Regions from separate parts of the Lactuca sativa genome. Here region 2 is linked to region 1. Evidence: chromatin contacts called from public Hi-C data. All regions are on one chromosome and are shown on one strand. Each heading gives the region's core, a stretch centred on a gene start, on an enhancer-like site or on the middle of the called end of the contact. The rest is flanking DNA. Distances are from core to core; before and after follow the strand shown. Region 1 holds the start of LOC111921234 (disease resistance protein RPV1). Region 2 holds the start of LOC111921231 (BTB/POZ domain-containing protein At2g30600).

Region 1 (7,024 bases), core at 1,204-3,703:
TATATATGTTCAACAATCGAAGATTAGTCAACTTTCTAAAGCTTTGACCACAAATATTGACTTCTGAACATGAAACATCAATTGCAATCCCTTTAACCAAATCACTTCCCTTATCATTTTCAAGCACATCGCACACATCTATAGGACACCATAACCTACTCCTTTTCCCATGTTCTACAGATTCTTCAATCACTATATTCCACCCCATTTTCTGAACTAAATTTTGCATTTGTATCCTATCTTCACATATACTTATCAATGACTTATCAAGTAAAACTTTAAGATTAGTTGCTAAATATGATTCACATCCATCAAGAATTTTCATCACGTAATCTTTCTTTTCTCCTTTGAAGAAACACGCGATATCAAGAAAAATGTTTTTTTGATCCCTATCTAGCCCATCATAACTTACTCTAAGAAGATTAAGTATAAGAACATGAGGAGTTCTTTCAAGTTTATTTATCTCCTTTTCCCATTCATATAAACTCTTGTTGAACAAAATACTTCCATAAGTCTTTAAAGCAAAAGGGAGTCCATTAACATTGTGAAGAATCCTATTAACAAGTTCAACAAACTCAACTTTCGGATGTTTATCTTTAAAAGCATACAAACTAAACAACTCAAGAGCTTCATCATTATTCAAAAGGGCAATCTCGTAAATATGTTCAACTTGATACGCAATCAACAACCGTTTATCTCTACTTGTTACCACAATCATGCTTCCAGGGTTAAACCAGTCATGATTTCCCGCTACAGCTTCGAATTGACTATAATGATCCACATCATCAAGGACAATTAAGACATTTCTAGCTTGCATTCTTTTCTTCATCACGCTTACCCCTTCACCAACACTTTGTTTTCTTGAATCCCAACTTTTCATGATGTCATCAAGAAGTTTTGTTTGAAGATAATCAAGCCCATTTTGACTCACTATGCCTTTCACATCTTCACAAAAACTATGTCCTTCAAAATGTTTATATAAAAGATTATAAATAGCTTTTGCAACGGTTGTTTTTCCTATTCCAGCAATGCCACATATTCCTATCATGTTGACTTTATTTGACCCCACAAATTGTAACAAGTTCATTTGATTTGCTCGCGTGTACAATCCAACTAGGTTGTTGCCAACATGTATGGGCCCATCAATTAGTTTATACAATATGTCCTTTGAGATTATATCAATGAACTTTGACACATTCCTACAAAACCATAAAAAGTAGCACAACATAAGGTTGAAATCTAATTAAGAGGCTGTTTGATAGTTGCTGATTGAGTCAGAGCTAATTGAGTCAGAATCTGACCAAGCAAGAGACATATTAGAGGAATCAGGATCAAACAGTCTGAATCTGACAGAGTAAACAGTTGCTAAGTTTTGCAATTAATGATGTAAAAGTTGATGGAATTAGGTTTTATGGATTACCCATTGGTCATATCATGGAGATCCCATCCTGATAAGTTTGCAGCTGAGGTCAAAGCTTGCTTCCATTTAAAAACCTCTGTTTCATTTGAAGCTTCATGCTTCATGATTGCTTCTTTGTAGCTCCCAGTTTGATTGCGAACAACTCCTGGCTTCACATCATAAAAGATACACCTGACTTCATACTTGTCCTTATCTCTCTCCTTACACTCAAGGATTTTCACAAGTTCTTTCAAACATAATGTTGATGAAGCATAGTTGTGCGAGAAGATTACTATCAAAAACCTTGATTGTTCAATGGCTTTGTAGGATTCAAAACATGTTTCTTCTCCTCTACTTAACTTATCATTGTCCCCATAAGTATATATTCCTTTTCTTTTGAAATCACTAAAGAGATGATCCATGAAAGTTTTGCGGATGTCTTCGTCTCTGTAGCTCACAAATACATCATAACCCGATTCGCCAGAAGATGTTGAATCCATTGTAGAAACTTGCTCGAATCAACTCTACTCCAAGGATACTACCCTAATTTTATGCCTGCGTATTAATTAAAAGTTAATGAGTAGAAAACTCGATATTATTGTCAGATGGTTTTTCTTTTACCTTCAATTTAGGAATAGACCTAACCTAACAGTTTGTATACTTAGATTCGTTAGATGACATGGAGTTAGTTAACTACAAATCATGTTTGATTCAAAAAGAAATCATTTAATTCACAAACTTTCGGGACCTGATCACCTGATTGACTAACTAAAGTGGTAAGTTCGAATCTTCAGTTACAAACTAAGAAACAATGATGAACGATTGTTCTGATTGAAACACTAGGATTTAAAGCAATTAACCGATGTGCGGGGATATTATAAAGTAAAAACAGTTGGCATATCATACCTTAACTTCGCCTTCGTCGTCACCGTCGTATCAGCCGGTGGTTCAGCCTGCTTCGAGAACTCAAAAAGTGGAGTCCGGAGTAATATGAAAGGGATCACGTCATTTCTCTGATAGTCAATGAATGATCCACAGCTGTCAAAGCAAATGGTCTTTTTATTTTATTTTATTTTATTTTTTTTTAGTATTTGGTTAATTTTTTTTATGTTATTACCAATAAATTTACATTTTATGTTAAAAAACTATTCTTGTAAGAGATGTCGATTTCAGAGCTATGGGTTTTATAGGAATTGTAGCCTTTCTTGAAAATTTAACCAACGAGAGTTGCAAGATTTTTACTATTGCCTTGACAAGAAACATTGTTTAATGATATAAAGAGAATGGACATCATTGCTTATTACAGTTAACTTGTTCGAGGGTTGTCTTCGTTCCAGAATGAATGTCCTCAATTGAAAAGGTAAGCCACAATTGTATGGATTTAGAGTTTGCATTATTTCGTTTGGAAGAGTAGAAGAAGATATTGTTGATTGTCTAATTTTAGGGCACAAATTTGGAAAAGAGTTAAGAAATACATTATATTACGTATCAGTTATTCTTTTTTGAAAGAGCCACGTATCGGCTATTCTTAAATGTCATGTAGATGCCAATTAGGTTCTAACCTATAATAACCGGTTGTAAGGATAGTTTTGAACACAAAATAAGAGTTTAAGTTTATTAGAAAAATAATGTACAACAAAGTGATAGAATATGAAACAAAAATAATAGTTGATTACCTTTATAAGTCATTTTCCTAAGTTGAAATATCTTATTTAGACTCATTTAATTAAATAAGTTGTAATTTCTTTTACCTAAATTCGTTTACTTTATTTCGACTTCATGCTAGATTTAAAATATAGTTTAGACATTGTAAACGCACCGGGTCGTGATATGTTAAAACATTAAACAAGTTGACATAGCTTAACCCTAACCTTATCACTTTTTTTTAAGTAGTGTCATGCAACCGTCTAATTAAACGTGTGAGAATATCTTATCCAAACCAGTTCATTATGTGACACTACAAAAATATGCTTTCTAGTCTAAAAGATCATTTTAGTCCTAGAGGATGCTTTCCATTTCTAAATCCTCGAAAGTATGTCTTGTGGTCCAAAAGATCTATGCATAAGACTTTCGTCTCATGAGATATATAAGTTTTAGACACCAAAAGCCTTTAATCATTTTCAGTTCTATTTCGGTACAATTAGAATCGTTTTTATAAAGCATAAGTTAACAAATATACTTTCATGCATAATACAATGTCATGTAATGTAATGCATGATTTCCAAACACACGGGTTTGGGGAGTCCATGTCCACGTTTTCAGAATCGCTGACACCTTACCAATTAGGATGAACATGTCACTCCTAAGAGACTTATTTTCCATAAGTCATAGCTTGTATTCACTATTTTCCATAAGCCATAACTTGTATTAACTATTTTCCATAAGGCGTAGCTTGTATTCACTATTTTCCATAAGCTGTAGTTTGTATTCATTTGACATTATAATGTCACTATCCCCTCATTGAGATGTATGTCTAGATATATTACCAATCCAATGCAATCAATTTCATATGTATGCATGAACTTACTACAAGCACACTTTCCAAATGCATTTACTCCATATTTATATAATGCTATTTCATGAGTTATGCAATTACTCATTATGTAATGTAAAAGATAACATATCATTTCATAACACATTTCATAAGGAAACTATATCCAAAAAGTAATTCAATAACTAGAAAAAACATTCATAAAAAATACAATTTGTGACATATATACAAGTTTAAAGATTCCATATGTACTCACATTTGGTAGTTAGTTGTGCTAACTACTATTCTCGTCCTTGCCTTTGCTCTTGTTCCAATCCTCCCTTCAACCCTATTCAATGTATTTTCTAAGATCACTTAATTTTTCCATAATGCTATATTAAATCAAAGTTTCCTAATCTACATTCCTTATATTACGATTCCAAGTCCTAAGTACTTACTTGAACTAGTGATTTCATGAAAAATCCTTTTTAGAAGTTTTTAAAGATCAATGCATAATCTTTTGGCCTTGATTACATATAAAAGTTCAAAATATTAGAGTTTTAAAGTACAAGAGTTTTAAAGTAAAATATCATAATATGAGTTTAACCAAAACCATACGTACACGACCTTCAAAATATCCGAACATAGGCTACGAGTCAATTTCTAATCCTCGGGTACATGTCAAAATAATAGGTTATAAGTAATATCAAAATCTAACTATGTAATGAAATTGGGAATGACGATACCCAATTTCCAAGTTAGATTCCAAAAATCATTTAAAAACCTTTTTAAACCATTTCCAATCCATTTCAATGTAGTATAAGTTTTGGGAGGTAAAAAAACACCAACCAAGAGTGTGTGACATTCTTTTACTAATTAGTAGTTACATTTTCCAACTAGATGATTACTAAAAGTGACCATATAATTGTACACGGCTTATATATCATACCATATGAATATAACTAGTTTTTTTCTTTTATTATTATTTTCTAAAAATAATAATTCTCATTTAGTTGTCAAAATATTATTTCCCTAAAATAATCATTTTCCAATTAAATACAAGAAATATAAATATTTATCAAGGTTGAAATTCTTATAAATAATATATTAACATTAAGTTGTTGTTCGTGTGACATTTTAGGATCGTATATTATCCAGAAATATTATTCTATAATGTTTCTTAAGCATAAAGATCTTTCAAACATATCCAAAAATATTTTTATGCCATGCACACATATGTCATAAGGTCATATAACAAACAATTTATGTAATTAAAATTAATAATTTCAAAATATTTTTCAAACAAGTAGTAGGGGACATACACTCTGGTAGGTACTCACCTTAATCCAATACTTAACAAGCCGTACACATTCTTCCCAAGCTCTATGCTTCTCAAATACCACCTAGTAAAACATTATAGGATGTCAAAAGACTAGAATAATTATATAGGATCTCATATTACTTCCTAAGATCAAATTTCTCCATATTAATCATAATATGAATTATGGAGGCCATTGGATTCCATAGGAATGAACCAAATCGAGTTACAAGCAAAATATAAATACTAAATAGAACACCTGACACGATCTATTTTAATTAGATACTCCCTATATCATGCCTGACATGGATCTTGTCACTTTAGCATAAGATGACACTCCCGCGTCATTTTTGTTGTACACTCATTTTGTGCAGATTTTTCAAGGAGATTTTGTGTATGAATCTTTACACTAAGGACCTCAATTACACATCAAAATTCCTCTAATGAATATAATAATTTGAAATATTGTAACATTTGAATCCTAAGGCACATTTTATTTTTTAAGTTTGGATGTTTGGAGTTGCCACGACATGGTGGAGGCACCACTATGATGTGGCAAGACATTTTTGGATGTGGACTTCATTTAATTTGCCACATCGTGGTAGTCTATGGGCCACGGTGTGGCCGCCACCTGGTGGCCTAAACCTTAATTTTCCGGGTTTGCACCCTATTTAAAGGAACGAGGAGGCTAGGGTTTGTCCATCTTCAACCTCTATCACCCTCCTGAGATCTGAAGAAACCCTAATCCCTTTCCTCCATCGTTGAAGCTTATTTTGGTGCTTTTGAAATATCTTGTAGGAAGAAGGAAGAAGAAGTGAGCCAAGATCCAACAAGGTTGTGTTCTGATTATGTTCAGTAAGAGATATTCTATCGATTTGGTTTCGACTCCTTTGAGAGGGCTGAAGGTCACTGTGGGTATAGATTAGTTGGGAACCAATGAGGCTATGATTGATTATGAAAGCCAGTTGGTGAGAGTTTGAACCCCAAGTAGGGGAGAACTGGTTATTCATGGAGAGGGTGCTCAACATGGACCAACACTCTGTTCAATTGCGAGAGTTAGGAGATATATGCAACATGGATACTCGATTGGAGGGGTTGACATTTTTTTTGTGATATGCCTATTGTTTGGGAGTTCCCTGATGATTTTCTAGGAGTTCCTCCTGAGAGGAAGGTGGAGTTTCGGATCGATTTGCTTCAGGGTGCGACTCCGATAGCCAAGGTATCGTACCATTTAGCACTTCCAGAGATGCATGATTTGTCTACACAGCTGCACGAGCTACTAGACAAGGGTTTTATCAGGTGACATAGTTCGCAATGGGGAGCACATATCCTATTTATGAAGAAGAAGAAGGATGGTTCGCAATGGATGTGTTTTGATTAATGGGAGTTGAACAAGCTGATACTGAAGAACTAATATCCGCTCTTGAGGATCGACGATTTATTTGACCAACTTCAGAGTGCATTTTGGTTCTCTAAGATTGATTTGCGATCGGGTTACCACCAGTTGATGGTTAGAGATGAGGTGTGCAGAAGACGGCCTTCAGGACTCCTTATGGTCATTACAAGTTTGTGGTTATGCCATTCGGGGTCACCAACACACCAACAACGTCCATAGATCTCATGAAAAGGATGTGAAGGCTGACGTTGGATCGGTCTTTGATTATGTTCATTGATGATATCTTGGTCTATTCTATGACCAAGGAGTAGCATAAGGAGCATCTACAGGAGGTTTTGGAAACCTTGAGGAGGGAGAAGCAGATGGGTTTTATAGAATACAAAATCATATACAATGTGGAAAACACTTAACAATTAAGAGGGTACATGCATCCTATAAAGG
Region 2 (7,024 bases), core at 1,557-4,056, 230 kb after region 1:
ATGCAAGAACTAACGACATCGTCCATATTGGTTATGAACGATATTTCCCTATCCTGTTTGAGAGTTTCTTTTAACCTCATCAGGAACCAGGTACAACAGTAGAGATTATTTTCCACTGCCAGACCAAATGCTATAGGGAGGGTCTAGTTGTTCCCGTCCATAGCCACCACTATAAACATTATTTTAGGTAGTCACCTCTAAGACAGACACTGTCTATAAAGATGAAAGACAAGAAACAGCCTATGAATGCATGAACCTGTATTTTTTTGGGAACACAAACCAATTAGTTTATATGTAGAAACATTATCCATTTTAAAGAAACAATAGAAAACGTGGAAAACAAATATATCACCCATCCAATAGCCACAAAACAAGCTTCGAAACGATTTATCAAATCAATTTTGATGTGAGTGTAAGTATGTGGGTTGATTCGTCTAAGGTTGTAAAGGTAAACATGTAGTTTGTTAAAACTTTCTTCATGCTCACTCTCTGAAAAAACTAATTTTAAAGCAGTTATAAGAGATAATTACGATTACTTGGTTTGCCTAAGGTTGTGAATGTAAGGTTCTAAGCATATGCAGACACACACACACACACACACACACACACACACACACACACACACACACACATATATATATATATATATATATATATATATAGGAGACGAAAATTGAGGTTTTAATCCGAAATGCAAGGTCCGAAATGCATCTACGGAATACGATCTTCAGAACGGATACCCCTACTCCGAAATGCAATGTTCTGGAGCATGTGGTCATTTTACCAAAAAAAAAATTGATTATTTTATTAAAATGGTCGTATATAAATGTTAGATTATTCAATTTTCCTAAAAAAAACCTTTTTAAGCTAATAAAAAATTGACAAAATTGCAAAAATGGTCCCTGTGGTTGATAAAATTCTGCAGTTTTGATCCAAAACGAAATGTTGGTGCACCACTGGTCCGCAATTGAATCTTTCTATTGTTTTTGGTCCCTATCAACATAAAAAGACTATTATACCCTTATATTTGTTTTTTTAATTTTGTTTTTGTATTTAATCAAATGTTTTTCATTAATTAAAATTGAGAAATCTATCTCTCTCTCTCTCTCTCTCTCTCTCTCTCTCTCCAGATAAAAACCCATCAACTGGTTCCAAACTCTCTTTCACGATTCCTTTCCTCTGTTCCTCACCAATAACCCATCAACACTAGCACCATCATCACCTTTGACGTTCACCTTCATCGTCCCGTCACCATTAGAACCCAATTCCACATTGCTCACCAAGAAAAACAAAACTTTTTTTTTATCAATAACAACATCAACATACTTTAAACCTCCGATTGTTGTTATAAGATACAAATACTTAAAGAAAGAAAAAGGACCAATTCTATATCAATGAACTCCTTCATCGTCTTCAGATCCCATTATTCTTCAATTTCATCATCATTAACTTCATTTCGCACAAACACCTCATCAGAAACCCTAATTTTATCATCCAATTTCGGAGTCTCTTGGTGAATGCCAATCACCGAATCAAATTCGAATGGGAGAAAATTTCCTCAATGGGTCGATTCCAAAAGGGCTTTTCAGTTTGCCTCATCTCTCACAGGTTGAACTTCAGAACAATCTTCTATCTGGTGAATTCCCGGTGACAGATTATGTTTCAACGAATCTCGGTCAATTTTCTGGTGTGTAGAAGCTTTTACTTGATGGTAACAAGTTTACCGAGAACATTCCCGACGAAATAGGCAAACTACAGCAACTATCCAAGATCGATTTTAGCCACAACAGTTTATCCGATGAAATCGCTCCTGAAATCAGCCAATGTAAACTTTTAACATATGTCAGTCTTAGCCGTAACTAGCTTTCTGGCGAAATCCCAATAGAAATCATAGGCATGCACATTCTAAATTACTTAACGTCTCTCCTAATCATCTCATCAGAAGCATTCCAACATTCGTAGCGTCAATGCAAAACTTAACATCTGTCGATTTCTCCTACAACAACCTCTCTGGTCATGTCCCCGGCACCGATCAGTTCAGTTACTTCAATTACACTTCATTTTTGGCTAACGTCGATCTCGGTGGACCATATTTAGGAGAGGGTGGTGTTGGGTAATGGTTTGATAGGAGTGTAGATGGCCGGAAATTGGGATCACGATCTTAGGTTTCCAAATCCAAGAACTGTTTCATAGTGGGTTAATATGAGAGAGAGAGAGAGAGAGAGAGAGAATGTTTAATAATAATAATACATTAAATTAAATACAAAAAATATAAAAAATGTATCAGAATGGCATATTCGTCATTTCAGGTTGGGTCTGGACTAAAAACACACTAAAATGTTAACTAAAGGGACCAAAACCACACAAGATATTTAAAATTAGGATAGTGGTGCACCAACATTTCATTTTGGACCAAAATTACAGAATTTTGCCAACCACAGGACCATTTTTACAATTTTGTCTAAATTTTTTTATACAAAGCTATATTTGAGATACTCAAAGACAAAAGTACGAGAGGAAAGCTTTTAAAATTCCAAAATATATTTTACCGAAACCGGAAATAGTTGTATACTTTGTATTTGTATGATGGAAAATTTTAACAAAAATTAATGCATAAAAAATCTTATGTTCCGTGATAAAACTGAAAATAACAGAAGTTAAAGGACAAAAAAAGTCATCTTTACCTAATAGAGCAAAAAATATGATTTTCTACATTTGATTTTTCCAATCTTTTTGTTTGATGGAGAGACTTTATGGGTGCCGACTTTATTGGTGGGGAGAGGAGAGCGACTGAGTTAAGAAGAGACAGATCTTATTAGAAAAAAGTCACACGTCAATCAATTATTGCCAGCTCTAAACGTATCTCCGCCGTGATTGCCACGTCTTCACCCAAATCTAATCAGAAAAAGATTTCCGATCAAACATCTTTCTTGATTTTCCGGTGCTCGCTTCAATTGGGGAAGATTCGTTAGGTATTATCCTTCTGGGTTTATCATATTCCGATGAAAGAGTACCGAATCAGGTAACTTCTGTTTTATTATTCATTAATCTGATCTTATTTCAACATTCTCGATGTGGGTTTCTTCTCTGGATCTTGTTTATTCGGTTTTATTATTCGTATGTTGTTCTCACCATCATCGGTTGTCGTTTCTCGAGATCTTTTGAGCTCAACTTGAGGCTACTAATGATTCAGATATTTATTGTGATTGATGGTGAAAGTTGCCGAAATTGTGGTGTATGATGTAAAAGTGGAACAAGTTGATTCCTTTATGCATCATGCTGAATGGAGTATGACTTCGTTCTTAGTCAGATAAAATTGGCTTCTAGTGCTTTCCTTGATCATATCCTGTAGTTTTCCCTTAAAAGAATCAAAGATATTTCAAAGTTCAAACCCAATTATTTATTCCTGAGGATAAGTGAGCATCTGATGCCATCATGATTCATACCAAACCTTGATTCTTGTAAAGTCTGTTGTCCTTTTCTCGATTCTTATATGTTTTAAAACGCATTGTTTATTTGAGTGGATAGGTAACCCCCATATTTTAATTCTTTCTGTCACTTGTTCTTCAATCTTGATCACCACTTACATTTCTTCTAGTTTATTCAATAGGTATCGTAGCATAATCATCAAGTAATTCAAAGATTCGTCACAAAAAAATGGAGAAGAAACAGAAGAAGTTTCTAACAGTTGCACCCTTCGAATGCGCCTGGCGTGATGATTTGAGATTTAAAGAAGCTGGAAGAGGGTGTGTCGCATTTGAAGCATTTGCTCACAATGACGTCACTGTAGTTTTCCGAGAACAATTAGGTAGTCAACACTACCATTACAAAAGAGACAACAGTCCTCATTATACAGTAATCATAGGTAGTCATAGAAACCGAAGGCTAAAGATTGAAGTAGATGGAATCACCACAGTCGATGAAGCAGGTTTAGGTTTATGTTGTTCTTCAGCATTTCAAAGTTATTGGATAAGTATCTGTGATGGGTTGATTAGCATTGGAAAAGGAAGGTACCCTTTTCAGAATCTCGTGTTTCAATGGCTTGACACAAAACCCAATTGCAGTGTTCAGTATGTCGGACTTAGTAGTTGGGATAAACACGTTGGTTACAGAAATGTTAATGTGCTTCCATTAACACAAAACCATATTTCACTTTGGAAGCATGTCGATTATGAAGAATACAAGGGGGAAGACGATATGGAAGAAGATTTGAGGGACGAATTCGGTAACTTCGATAATCATCAGGGGCTTGGAAGTTTTCTCGAAAATTGGGAGTTATCCGATGTGTATTTCATCGTTGGTAACGAGGAAACACTTGTTCCTGCTCATAAAGTGATCCTTGCAGCAGTCGACAATCTTGATTTAAGTTTGTTAAATCAAGATTTTATCTCAATCAAAGATGTTACTTATCCAGTTCTTCACGCGTTTCTTCGGTTTATCTACACAGGCTTTACCCAGGTAAATTTAACGCATTTATAACAGAAAGTCACTTACTTTCTCTTAAATTTATAAAAAAACGTTAACAATTCTTGTGTGTTTTATAGATTCCCGAGTCGCTACTGAGCTCTCTGAGGGATCTAAGTGTACGATTTGGAGCAACTTCATTGGTGAAACAATGTGAAGAAGTGATTGAAAGATTCAAATTGAATAAAAAGCTGTTTGATTCAGGAAAGAACATAGAGTTATCATACCCTAGCTCTCAGCCTCATTCTGGTGTTGCGTCTTTTCCTTTGGGACTTCCTGTGAATGTTCAAAGACTTGAACAATTTCACACAACAGGCGAGTTTAGTGATGTCGATGTTAGCATTGAAGGCCATGGTCTTATTGCTCGATCTCATAAAGTCGTTCTTGGTTTGTGGAGTCTCCCGTTTATGAAGGTGAGCGAATCTTTTCATCTGCTTTCTGCTTTATATTGCTAGTATCTAATAAAATAATTAAACTAGCAGATGTTCACAAATGGAATGAGTGAGAGTGTATCTTCCGAAATTTGCTTAAAAGAAGTCTCATCACCAAAAGCATTCAAGATCATGATCGACTACTTCTACAATGGAGGATTGAACTTAGAAAACACAGTCGATACCAATATCTTGCTACTTGAGCTTCTTCTATTAGCAGATCAATTTGGGGTTTCGCTCCTTCATCAAGACTGCTGCAAAACGCTTTTAGAGCAGCTTTCAGAGGTAGTTTGGATAGAACCCTTTTCATTTCATGATATATATACAAATGTATTTTTATTTTTTTTAATGAGATATTTGCTTTGTTAATATATTGTTTGATCACCGTTGTTTTGAAGTGTTACTCTAAAAGTACAAGGAAGTGGAGATTCGGAGTAGTGAGAACAAAGAGATGGATTTTTAAAATAATGAATTATAAAATATTAATTAGTCTTGTCTATATATTATATGCAGGGATGGAATTTCATTTTCAACTAGTGGACGAAGGTCTTACAACAACAATTTTTGTATTATGCACAAGGAAGAAGACAAATTTTGGCCAAGTAATCGAGTTTTTATTTATATATCTAATCATAATACTTTATTGCAGGGTTCTGTATGCCTAATTCTTCAAGTTATTCCCTCAATCCCTTCATGTAAACTTATAGAAGAAACATGTGAAAGGATATTCACAATGCATTTTGATTATTGTACAACGGCTTGTAACGACTTCATCTTGCTAGATCAATCAACTTTCTATAACATTTTACAGGTGGGTTTTAAATCCTAAATCTTTTTAACTTATTATATAAATTTATATTCCGTTTTCATTTGTGTATAAAACAAGTTCATCTTATTGGTATACTTTTAAGACTGTGGGCTGCTTCTCTATATTTTGAGAAATGAACATGTCTTTATACAAAACATGGTTTTGCAGCATCCGGATTTGACTGTGACTTCTGAAGAGAGAGTTCTTAATGGGATCTTGATGTGGGGCCTACAACCGAGTGAATTATGTAATTGGGAAGTTGTTGACAACATGCTTTCTACTAAGACTCCACAAGATCTTTTTGGGAAAAGGCTTCAGTCTTTAAACATCTTGTTACCTCTTGTGCGCTTTTCATTGTTCCCTTTGTTCTTACTCAAAAAGGTAAATCTTGATTTTTTTTGTCTTTTGAAATGTTTTTGGGTTTTGATTTTGTAATGTTGTTTCAGATGGAATGTAGCAATCTAAGCATGAAAATCCCGAGTTTTCATGATTTGGTGAAAGAGGCAATTGGGTTTCTGGAAGTGGGATTGCCTACTTCAGGGAATAATCCAAAGTATGTGTACATGAATATTTTAATATTTAACTTTATCTTTATTTCCAAAAGTTGAGTAATTTTAATTTAAATTTTTTCGATTGTTAAGGTTTCAACATAGGCAATCGAGTTTTAAGGAGCTCCAATACATACGTGATGGAGATAGCAATGGGGTTGTATATTATGTGGGGACATCATATGGGAAACACCAATGGGTTAATCCTGTTCTAGCTAAGGTAAAATTTTACATCTTTTGATCATTTTTTTAAATATGAAAAAGGAAAAAAAAATTGATTTTAAATTATCTTTGAATAATTCTTTTTTTTTTTTTTGTACTCAGAAAATCAGCATTACAGCTAGTAATCCTATTTCAAGATACACAGATCCTAAGGTCTTGGCTTCACGAACCTACCAGGTATCACAATCAGTATAATCTTTTGATCATTCGACTAATTTACCCCTGGGTATAACCAAAATTATATGATGGAAACTAAGGGTAATCTTGGAACAGGGAACTTCTTTTGCTGGGCCCCGCATTGAGGATGGAAAAAACTGTTCATGGTGGATGATTGACCTAGGCCTCGATCACCAGGTTTACTTTAATACTTATCTCAAATGAAAGTGCACATGATATTATAATATTATTATAATGTGTATGTGTATTTTGTATATTGGAAACCTTATTTTATTTTCTGATTTGAAACAGCTTATGTGCAACTATTACACTTTGAGACAAGATGGATCAAAGGCTTTTGTGAGATACTGGAATTTTCAGGTACATTCATAAAA

Evidence for each region. A called contact is a pair of places that touch in the nucleus more often than the background predicts.
Region 2: a contact with region 1 is called in a Hi-C map of bud, with 6 times the contacts expected there. The contact joins the promoter of LOC111921231 here to the promoter of LOC111921234 in region 1. A contact is called at or near these places in 4 of 4 Hi-C or Micro-C datasets (bud, leaf and seed).

The regions. Positions count from the first base shown.
Region 1 is chr9:51,907,142-51,914,165 of Lsat_Salinas_v11, forward strand. It overlaps LOC111921234 (disease resistance protein RPV1), which reads right to left and starts at 2,454. Exons shown (of 3, transcript XM_023916808.3): 1 at 2,306-2,454; 2 at 1,421-1,954; 3 at 1-1,199. The coding sequence starts at 1,899.
Region 2 is chr9:52,132,889-52,139,912 of Lsat_Salinas_v11, forward strand. It overlaps LOC111921231 (BTB/POZ domain-containing protein At2g30600), which reads left to right and starts at 2,807. Exons shown (of 12, transcript XM_023916804.3): 1 at 2,807-3,022; 2 at 3,611-4,458; 3 at 4,545-4,877; 4 at 4,947-5,180; 5 at 5,545-5,706; 6 at 5,872-6,084; 7 at 6,150-6,256; 8 at 6,345-6,471; 9 at 6,576-6,650; 10 at 6,747-6,827; 11 at 6,942-7,010. The coding sequence starts at 3,658.